Regions from separate parts of the Mus musculus genome. Here region 1 is linked to region 2. Evidence: chromatin contacts called from public HiChIP or PLAC-seq data. All regions are on one chromosome and are shown on one strand. Each heading gives the region's core, a stretch centred on a gene start, on an enhancer-like site or on the middle of the called end of the contact. The rest is flanking DNA. Distances are from core to core; before and after follow the strand shown. Region 1 has its middle 6.0 kb from the start of Gm32742. Region 2 holds the start of Alg9 (asparagine-linked glycosylation 9 (alpha 1,2 mannosyltransferase)).

Evidence for each region. HiChIP or PLAC-seq counts read pairs in DNA pulled down with a chosen protein or histone mark.
Region 1: an H3K4me3 HiChIP or PLAC-seq map of the 230-238 cell line shows a contact between it and region 2, with 6 times the contacts expected there. The contact joins the enhancer-like site here to the promoter of Alg9 in region 2. A contact is called at or near these places in 2 of 39 promoter capture datasets (the C10 cell line and pre-B cells), 5 of 115 datasets of contacts at active chromatin or transcription factors (the 230-238 cell line, bone marrow-derived macrophages, embryonic forebrain and 2 more) and 2 of 9 other capture datasets (adipose tissue and liver).

The regions. Positions count from the first base shown.
Region 1 is chr9:51,172,114-51,177,534 of GRCm38.p6, reverse strand. No RefSeq gene overlaps it. Among named protein-coding and RNA genes, the nearest start is that of Gm32742, 6.0 kb to the right of the region's middle. Within about 2 kb of position 1,599, at least 31 of the 459 cell types and tissues checked have an H3K27ac peak or open chromatin away from gene starts, as enhancers often do. A contact at or near this core is called in the 230-238 cell line, where this site is marked.
Region 2 is chr9:50,772,859-50,778,711 of GRCm38.p6, reverse strand. It overlaps Alg9 (asparagine-linked glycosylation 9 (alpha 1,2 mannosyltransferase)), which reads right to left and starts at 3,487. Exons shown (of 15, transcript NM_133981.2): 1 at 3,194-3,487; 2 at 2,033-2,168. The coding sequence starts at 3,327. It overlaps Gm38476 (a long non-coding RNA gene), which reads left to right and starts at 3,173. Exons shown (of 3, transcript XR_379372.3): 1 at 3,173-3,835; 2 at 4,666-4,714.

The sequences.
Region 1 (5,421 bases), core at 350-2,849, 400 kb before region 2:
AAGGAAGATGGAGGCTCTGTGGTTAATCTTAGGGTAACTCCCATCCACAGTCAATTTCACAGTCTGGTACCAAGGATACTGAGTGCTGCTCAAGTAGACGTTACAGTAATCCCCCATTATCAAGATTCCACTGTGTGTGCTAGCAGTTGCCTTTGATCCAATAAAATCTGAATAACCTGCTAAAATCTTACAGCATCCTGCTCCATCTTGTCCAGAATGTCACTCAAGCTGTGTACTAATGGACTATGCCCATTACACACTTAGTGTCTCAGATATCAGGTTGACAGTCTCAGTATCACAGCGCTTATAATGGAGATAACCCTTACATATCAACCTGATGATAGATCATGATGTGTCACTTCATCTCATCATAGACATTATGCTATCTCGCATCATCAAAGGGTGAAGAAGTTAAGTGCAGCATAAATACAGTATTTGAGAGAGAGGAAGCACTCATACAAATTTTATTATAGTAGTTTTATAAATAATTATGTTATCATTTACTGTCAGTCACCTACCATACCTCATTTATAAATTAAACTTTAGCATAAAAGTATATGAAGGAAAAAAAAAATATATATATAGATTCAGTACTCTTTGTGGTTTTGGGAATCTGCTGGGATTGCATAACATATCTCTTTGATTAAGGACGGCCATTATACTCAATTTGGGAGCTGGCTAGACATAGAGGACGAGACATGGGAAGCAATGAAACTGAGCTAGACCCAAGCCAAGGTGAGTCCTATGATACTGGTGACATCATCAGATCATAAGGGAGTCAAGAAGATGCTGCAGTGACAGAGGACCTGATGAGTTGATATGCACCCTCTGAGTCTGACCTACCAGTGAGGCCTAGGGCGGTCCATCCAGTGAACGATAGCTGAGAAATCAGGAAGAAGAGAATGTAGGTAGCCAAGCAACGAGGGGAGAGGGGCTGGCTTGTAAGCAATCACATTTCTTGAGGTCCTAGTACTACCTCTACTCTAAGCCCTTTGGAAAAATGAGTTCACTTTCAAAAGCCTTAACCCTTCCCCCAGGGAACACATAATGGAGAAAGCATGTCTGTGACTGGAGATATGCTTCAGTCGGTAGTATGCTTGCCTAGTATGTACAAGGCCTTGGGTTCAAACCCTGCCATCCCATAAACTGCCTGTGGTCCCAAATAATACTGTAACACTAGAACTTGGAAGGTGGAGACAGGAAGATCAGGAGTTCAAGATCATCTGAAGCCACACTGGTGGGCTTAACATTAGCCTGGGCCATATATGATCTTGTGATGGGGACACACCCTTAGGTCTGTGTGGTGCGCCTGTTGGGAGGGTGCACAATGGGGTTCCATCACCAATGTCCTTTGCAGTGCTGGCAGTTTACCTGGAGTTCTTGTCCAACAGTGACTTCATCTTCACTTTCTAGAGACCCTAACTCCTTAGCTTTTCCCAGTAATTGAAGGACTAGAAAGGCCCAGCTTCCAGATAGTGACCATCACTACACCAGAAGTTACTTTCTTACCAGCACCCATAACTTCTTACCTCTTCCTACATCAAGAAACAGACATGCCTGGACAGGCCTGACCCAACCAGCCCCCAGGGCTAGGATGAGAAAGCTGACATCTCCCCAGAGGTGACTCAGAGTACACATGTACCAACAGACCAGGTCCTCTAGGCTGTCCCGGAGCCTAAGGGTTTCCATCAGGACAGTTACCAGGCAAATAGCCTTCTTCAATGCATGACCCATCAGTGAAGTCTCAGAAACAGAAGTAAAACTGGCTCCCCACAAATAAGTTCACTTCTTTTGAGACCTTAAAATGTGTTTATAGCAGCATTTCTTCATAAAAAGGTAAAGAAAAAGACCCTGCCTATCTCTATGGTTTACTGAAATGTCTCTTTTCTCTCACAATGCTGTAAACCCAACCCCCTACCTACTCTTTTACCCTTGCAAAAGGAACTATTAAATTGAAATCGTTGACCAATGATCTGTTCTCTACTCCTCTCCAGCTCTGAAGGTAATAAAAAAGGTGAAGACAATTCACACGTGCGCGTGCACACACACACACACACACACACAGGCACACACACACACACAGGCACACACACACACAGGCACACACACAGGCACACACACACACACACACACACACACACACACACACACACACAGGCACACACCTCCTCCTTTTGAAGAAAGGCAGCTTGATTATAGACCTTTAGGACCTCCCAGGAGAGGCCAGGGGAGATGAACCGTAGCAGGCAAGGAGGGCCATGCTTGCTCACCCAGACTTTTGCTCATCACTCCCAGAACAAGCCTCTTATCTCATGCAGGCAATACATGGCCAACACCACATAAGACAACAGAAAAAGAAAAAGAAAAAAAAAGGGACTTTTTCTAATAAATAGTCCTTTGCAACTAATCCACTCTTTGTAACTGTCAGGCTTCATGGTGCTGGCAGCAAGCCCATCAGATAACAATGCAGCTGTGACCCGAGAAACGTGAGAAGAGATGAAGATTAATAAAGACGAAAAACACGTTTGGTAGCTACATCTAAGTGGAGGTCCGAGGGGAGCCTTCATAGGATGTCTTAGCAGTTTAGGGATGCCACAGCAATAGGGGTCAGTCAGATTCATGAGACCCGAAAGCAGAAAAGCCGGAGTCTCTTCCCTTCTGCATAGACATGTATTCTTTGAAGCATCCCGAGACAGCAAGAGTGAAAATGGCATCACTTGACAAGTCATATTTTATTGTCCCTAACCCTCCTGACTGAGGACACACACAGCCCAGCAGAGAGATGTCCCAAAGCAATAGAATCACCCACTTATGTTCTACAAGGTCTAGAAAGTAGCCATGACAAAGCAAGGCAGAGCTACAGGGAAAGTGTTTTGACCAGAGATCCTATTTTCTTCACCCACATGTTCAGGGAAATATTCAGACTAAAATCTCTTGAGTTGGTGCTGCCCACAAGTAAGTAGAGTTTGAGGACATACAGATTAGAAATTCTCTCTGTGTGTGTGTGTGTGTGTGTGTGTGTGTGTGTGTGTGTGTGTAATTGTGGAAGAATAAATAAGTTTTGTTTTGTCTTACAAAAATGTGGATGATTGTCCTTAAAGAACAACATCCAAGGCTGACACATAGGTGCACATATGTATACCCCTAACACAGCAGGAGAGGGAGAGGGAGATGGAAAGGCTAGCCTTAGCTAAGTAAGATGTCAAGGAAGGAATAAAGAATTTAGCTAATTTATTACATGTCTATGCCCTTAACTAACTGCCTCCACCACCATCTACAATGAGATCTTCACATTCTTCTCCAAACCAGACCCTCGGTATTATATTCAAATCCTGCCCTACACGTCTTAATTCTTTTCCTCCAGTCCCTGTGAGACTCAGTAGGCCATTCTGAGGTATAGAGCTTTGCAGTGTCTCTAGCCAAGGAACCTCTGTTCTCTCCTGGAGGAGCTAGGGGTTATGAGCCTCGGTCAGGAATCGGGTAGTGATTGTTCTCCCATTCACTGAGACGGGGTTTCTCATTTAAACCCAAAGCTTGCTGAGCAGATAGATATGATTAACCTACAGCTAGATGTAACTAGTCTTACCAGGTGGCTGGGTCCTGTCTCTACCTTCCAAGACTAATATTATAGGTGAGCCACCACATGCCAACTTCAACATGGGTTCTGGGTATCTGAACTCCAGTCTTCATGCTTGAGTGGCAAGCATCTCCGCAGCCCACCTTACATTGTCACTGAATTAACATTAATACTGCACAAAATCCACCATTTTAGTCACTTAAATCATACAACGAAGTGACTTCCAGTGTTGTACAGCCATCACCATTATCTAGCTCCAGAACAACTCTGTCATTCTCCAAAAGAAATACCAAGCATATGAAGCTTGCCTTCTACTGACAGAGCTGAGCGTCATGCTCAAGGGAAGAGAAAATGTGCACATACGGCTGAGATAGAGCAGGCAGGCCGATGAGCTGAGAGGCAACAAACGGACAACTAGAACACTGCTTGAAAGCTATTCTGCTTGAGAAAACACAGCCTGGGAATCAAGAAACTTGTTCAAAGTCCTATGCCAGATGAAGTCACACTGGCTGGCACAGACTTTGTTATCTTCTCCATAATATACAATATTGATAAGGAATCCTTGGATTTTGATATACCTAAAGGCACTAGAAGAAGGGACAATTTTAGAGAGGTTTCGACCAGATGGTTTTGGAATTTTTTTGGGGGGAAGAGGGGAGACAAGGGGAGAGGGGACAGTTAATAACAGCAGCAACGGAAGGCAGTAGATCAGCGGGGCTCCTCGGCAAAGGAACCATGAGCCACAGAGCAAAGCCACAGTGAATGAAGCCAAGAACTCCAAGAGTAAGTCATCATCACTTGCTAAGAAAAACGCCACGCTAGGCCCAGTATGGCCCGTGAAGGGGCAATGCCCAACACCACACGTCCTTCACCAGGCCCCACCTACTTCCACCAGGTCTTCCTAGACAATTTCTTCACTGAGCTCCTGAAAGGCATCCGAGCCTCTTACCCACCTTACTCTTTCTAGGGTCTTCCTCATTTCCCATTGTCAACACTGCCTTTATCTAGACGTCATCTCACCCTTAATTTGTCTCTATTTCACCCCTTCTGATGAGCACAGATCTTAATGACACTCCTTATTCTAACACAGAAAAATACACAACAGTAAGAATAGTAACTACTTGGGTCTGGAAAGAGACCTCAACAGTTCAGAGCACTTGTTCTTGCAGAGATCATGAGCTTGATTGCTAGGGTCCAGATAGTGGCTGACAACCATTGATATAATTCCAGTTCTAGAGGACCTCTTCTGACATCATAGGGCACCAGGCACACCTAGGGGTGCACAATCAAACATGTGAGCAAAGCACTCATACACATAAAATAAAAATAAATAAATTCTAAAGGTAGTAAATTCTTACAGAGTCCTTGCTACGCGTCACACACCGCTATACCAGTGACTTAGCTGTCTCTGTGATGAAATATCAGACCAGGAACAATGTATAGAAGCATTTATTTTTGGCTCACGGTTCCAGAGGCATAAGAGTCCATGATGACAGAGGATGGGAGCCAGAGCAGGGAGCTGAGAGAGTACAGTCGCAGAGCACAGTAAGGGAACTGGAAGCAGGGCAAGGCTATGAACTCTAGGCCTGTCCCCAGTGATACACCTCCTTAGCAAGGCTGCGTCTCCCCATAACCTTATCCCCAAACAGCACCAAAGACTGGAGACTACGCATTCAAATACCTGAGATTATAGGGGACATTGTCATTCAAACCACCATGATTACCCCCCCAAAAAAACCACCATATGCCCCCATTTGATCTCCATAAAAGAACCCAGATGAAGAAATACGCTCAAAGACCCTATGTGACTTTACTCAAAGTCATACAGCCACTAGGAAGCAGAA
Region 2 (5,853 bases), core at 2,238-4,737:
GCACCTTCTGTTTTTGACACAAACTGTGATCTGGTAACTTCCAAATTTTCTGTAATAGGAAGTCATTAAAAAAAATACATAATCAAAAAAACTCAAGAAACAACACTGCAAGTGGACTATGAGCAGCACCTCTGTCCTAGTGAAGGCCACTCACCATGACCCAGAGCAACCTGGAGAGGAAAGGGTTCACGTCTTCTTTCTAGTACTATTATATTTTTCATTATTTAAAACAATTTTCGAATTCAAATATATTTTGCTCCTATCCTTCCCCTCCCCTGTGCCTCTAGATCATCTCCCCACACCTACTCATCCAACTTTTAAATTCTTTCCCAAAAGAAACAAAGACTCAGGCTGGAGAGATGGCTCAGCGATTAAGAGCACTGAATGCTCTTCCGAAGGTCCTGAGTTCGAATCCCAGCAACCACATGGTGGCTCACAACCATCCATAATGAGATCTGATGCCCTCTTCTGGTGTGTCTGAAGACAGCTACAGCGTGCTTACATATAGTAAATAAATACATCTTTTTAAAAAGAGAAGAAAAAAAGAATCAAAGACTCAATACAACAACAAACCTAAGAAAACGAGATTAAATCACACTCAAAAAGGGAAAAACAAACAAACAAACACCAAACTGTAACCAAATAAAAGCACACACAACAAAACTGGAGTCCATTATATGGTGGTCAACTACTCCTGAGCATGAGGCCTGTCCTGGAGTGGTTGTATATCCAGTGTCACTTTACTGGACAAAACTGATTTTCCCTCTCTCAATATGGACAAATGACAGTTTACCTTTATGTTAGTGGCTAGGTTTTCATTCATTCATTTTTTTTAAAAAATCAAGATAAAATATAATAAGATAAAACAAAAACTACCACATCGAAGTTGGACAAGACAAACCAATAGATGGAAATTCAGTTCCATGTGACAGTTAATCATCAAATGCAGTGAAGACAGGAACTCAAGCAGGGCAGGAACCTGAGGCAGGAGCTCAGGCAGAGGCCATGGAGGGTGCTGCTTACTGGCTTGATCCCTGTGGCTTGCTCAGCCTGCTTTCTTATAGAACCCAGGACCACCAGCCCAGGGATGGCACCACCCAGAGTAGGCAGGACCCTCCCCCATCAAACACTAACTAAGAATATGCCCTACAGACTTGCCCTACAGTTGGGTCTCATGGAGGCATCTTCTCAGTTGAGGCTCCCTCCTTTTCTAATGACTGCCTGTGTCAAGCTGACATAAAACTAGCCAGCACAACAATTTTGGCAAACATAAGAAGAAATAAACTTAGAAAGGTGGAAGAATGTGGCTTCTGTCTAAGAAATGGGACTGACCTGAGGAAAATGCCTAAGTTTATTTCCCTCAAGTTTTGGAGTAATCATTAGCTTTAAAACCTATACCCACAAGTATTACTTAGACTTGCAAAACCATTTAAAAGATAATTGTAAATATCACCTTTGAGTATACCAGCTAAAGGTCATAGACTTTAATAGTAATTAAATCAACAATATGGGCTTTCTTTTAAGACCTATTTTATTTGCGAGTATATCTGCATGAGTGTAGGTATACATTTGTGTGCCTAGAGACCAGATGAGGACATCAGATTAGTTCTATTTTGAGACAGGGTCTCTCTGTGTAACCCAGGCTGGCCTAGAACTCATAAGAGCTGCCTGCCTCTGCCTCCAGAGTGCTGTGATTAAAGGCATGGGCCACCACGCTGGGCTGTCATATTTTGTCTTGGAGCTGAAGTCGCCTAAATTTGAGCTGCTGGGATGTGAACTATAATCCTCCTTACAACCATAAACCAACAGTTTTTAAGATATAAAAATGAAAACAATGTATTTTAATATTTTCCACACTTACATTCTACATGTTTAATTTGTCCTAAGTACCAAATCAAGATCAAAGGCCAAAATCCCAGAACTAGGGGCGAGGGATGTAGCCCACTGATAAAGTATTGCTTCAAATGCCCAAAACCATGGGTTAGATCCCTAGGATTGCAAAAACTAAAGCCCAGCTAACGAGATCACCTACTGGTTCCCAGTAGTTGAATGTTTCATCACAGTCCGAGATGTTGCTCAGAAGGGCTGCGCACAACCTCGCTGAGAGCAGACACTTGAAAGCAGTGGATCCTTCAGGGGCCCAGACTTGCCCTGCTTTATTTCCAGACCTGCCCAGAAGGAAAAAGCAAAATCAATCGTCTTATCAGGAAGGTCCTGCTAGGGAAGACTAAAACCCAGACAGGAAAGACAGGAATGGCAAAAGACAGCGCCGCAATAAAACCATTCACCTAAAAGAACTAAGGCTTTGTTATCCTTGAGAGTGAATAAGGAATTGCGTTTCCAATCGCACCGTCCACTTCCTGCTTCTAAGGTACACACTAATTCATACACCTTGGCCTGTTTCACCTCAAGCCAACTAATCACTCGCATGAAGACCACAGTGCTCTCTCTCTCTCTCTCTCTCTCTCTCTCTCTCTCTCTCTCTCTCCATTTCTTCCTTAAAGTCATTCCTTGTCATGGCTTTATCTCTTCCCTCCTCCTTCAAATGAATGAGGCTTAATATAAGACGCACGTGCAGACCGCCTCTGTTCCCATATACTAACAGCCACTTTAACGCAGACCTAACCTACAGGCTACCGGCTGCGAGGCTGAGGGGTTCTAGGGCTGGAAGCCTAGAGGGAGGGAGAAAACAGTAAACCGCAGTGAGACTCAGATGTAAAAGGCATACCAAGGGCTCTCACAGAGGTTCTGCTAACTCTACCAGCACGAAGCCTGCTCGTGTGGACTTGAACCCGAAGCATGGCAGACCCTGGCTGCAAAGATGCAGGGATCTGCTGCGGAGGGGCGATGATCGACGCCAAGTGGGACGCTCCCACGAGGGGCAGGAGTAAGAGCGCCGGGTGGCAGCCGAGATGCCGGCGGAAAGCAGACCCCCGGCGAGGAGCAAAGCCGCACGGCTCGCAGCAAAGAGCAGACCCCAGGCAAAGAGCCCCAGCTCGCAACGGAGAGCCGACCCCCGGGTGAGCGCAGAGGCCCGGTGGGGAGCCGACCCCCGGGTGAGCCAGAGCCCCCGCGGAGACCCCCGGGTGAGCCAGAGCCCCCGCGGAGACCTCCGGGTGAGCCAGAGCCCTGGAGGAGACCCCCGGAGCCGCCCGACCCACCCGCCGGCCACGCCCTCCGACCGCACACGTACTCTGGCCGCGGCTCTGCGCCTGCCTCCCGGCTGCCGAGCTGTTCCAGCTTCTCCGCCGCCGGGCCCGCATCCCCACCGCCGCCGCCACCGCCGCCGCCACCCTTGAGGCGCTGCCGGGCCCTTCGGCTCGCCATGCCCAGCGTCGGGGAAAGGATAGAACTCGGCACGCTACGAAATCGGCGAAGGCGCAGACATTGCTTGGCTGGAAAACGGTGTCCGCCGAGGGACAAAACGCCTCGACATGCGCAATAAAAACTGAAATACTGTGCCAATGGACCAATTGAGGCGAAGGCCGGAACGGCAGATTTCGCTTGCTCTCCTACTTCTGACTCTGGGTATTTCGTCCTTCCTTTATAATTTGCTTCCTCCACTTCTCAGCACTCCATCTTGCCAACGCTACAGTGTAGTAGTGTGTGGAGGTATAGCACAGCTGCCTACCCAAGGAGAGGTCTCTAAAAGGTTGCTTTAACATTTAACACCTTGCCTTGTCTTGTTGAGAGAGATGGAGGCAGCTAATAGTTCCTAAGAGACAAACCAGTGAGGCCAGGATTCAGACTGAGAAGTGAAAACCTGAAGAAATGCTACGCAGATCGTTCAAGCAGGCAGATGTCACTGACGTTGCTACAACACGGCTGGCTGGAGGTGATTTTTTTGTTTGTTTTTGGTTTTTTTTCATACATGCTTTTTAATTCTCTCTGCCTCCTTGCCTTTACTGCTAAGGAAACCAAGGTCCAAAGTTGCTTGGGTAATAAATGGAGGAGCTATATTCCAATTGAGAATCCTTTACAAACACATACTATTCTCACTACATTAACAACAAAAAAAGAAAGAGAGAGAGAGAAAGAGAAAGAAAAGAGAAGGAAAGGAAAGGAAAAAATAGAAAAGAGAAGCTCTTGTTGGAAGCGGGTTTTTTTTTTAAGGGGGGGGGGGGGCGTCCAGACTTGGTTTCAGGGGCCTTTCACAGAGACCCTTTACAAAGACAACTCCAGCAGATTGCTCACCCAATCCTGACAGCAGTGCTGCCTACCAGTAGAAATGCATACAGGATTCTAGAGGGAACATTGAGCTTGACAGAGTTAAACAAAAGGTTATAATGCCACTTCCTACATCGTAAAAATGGAGACTGATCATATACACCAGTTCCCACACACAGTCATTAATTACCAAGCCCACATCCAACCAGTAGAACACACGTGTATCCTTATGTAGCCTTTGATGAAGACTAAGGAAAGAACAGTAAGGATGTGAGCAGAGAAGCGCTTTGGTCAGACAGGCCCAAATGTCAAGCCTAGCTCTGACACTTAGGGTTCTCTGACTTCAATAGCCAATGATGAAAGATAGCAGTATCATGATGTTAATCCCAAATGTGTAACACATGTGATAAAACGCTCATAAATTCCACAAAGTCAGAAAGAGGAACTGAAAGTGTGGTGTATATATTGAAGTACTTGTTTTGTTTGTTTTTTTCTCAGGATCAAAAAGCTGAACTACAATAAAGTCACCAGCCACCAGTCTGAAGGGGTATTTTTGTTTGGTTGGTTTGTTTGTTTGTTTTTTATTAGATATTTTCTACGTTTACATTTCAAATGTTATCCCCTTTCCTGGTTTCCCCTCTGAAAATCCCCCTCCCCCTGCTCACCAACTCACTCACTCCTGCTTCCTGGCCCTGGCATTCCCCTACACTGGGGCATAGAACCTTCACAGGACCAAGGGCCTCTCCTCCCACTGATGACCAACTAGGCCATGCTCTGCTACATATGCAACTAGAGCCATGAGTCCCACGTCCCACCACGTGTTTTCTTTGATTGGTGGTTTAGTCTCAGGGAGCTCTGGGGGTACAAGTTAGTTCATATTGTTGTTCCTCCTATGGGGCTGCAAACCCCTTCAGCTCCTTGGGTCCTTTCTCTAGCTCCTTCATTGGGGAACCTGTGCTCCGTCCAATGGATGGCTGTGAACATCCACTTCTGTATTTGTCAGGCACTGGCAGAGCCTCTCAGGAGACAGCTATATCAGGCTCCTGTCAGCAAGCTCTTGTTGGCATCTGCAATAGTGTCTGGGTTTGGTGATTGTATATGGGATGGATCCCCAGGTGGGGCAGTCCAGCCATACCACTCCTGGGCATATACGCAGAAGATGCTCCAACATGTAGTAAGGACACATGCTCCACTATGTTCATAGCAGCCTTATTTATAATAGCCAGAAGCTGGAAAGAACCCAGATGTCCCTCAACAGAGGAATGGATACAGAAAATGTGTACAGAAAATTTTACACAATGGAGTACTCAGCTATTAAAAACAATGAATTCATGAAATTCTTAGGCAAATGGATGGATCTGAAGGATATTATCTTGAGTGAGGTAACCCAATCACAAAAGAACACACATGATATGCACTCACTGATAAGTGGATAGTAGCCCAAAGTTCAGAATACCCAAGATACAATTCACAAAACACAAGAAACTCAAGAAGAAGGAAGACCAAACTGTGGATACTTCAGTCCTTCTTAGAAGGGGGAACAAAATACCCATGGGAGGAGATACAGAGACAAAGTATAGAGCAGAGACTGAAGGAATGGCCATCCAGAGACTGCCCCACCTGGTTTGGTTTTTTAAGACAAGGTCTCACTATGTAGCCTTGGCAGGTCTCCTAAGCATCGGGATC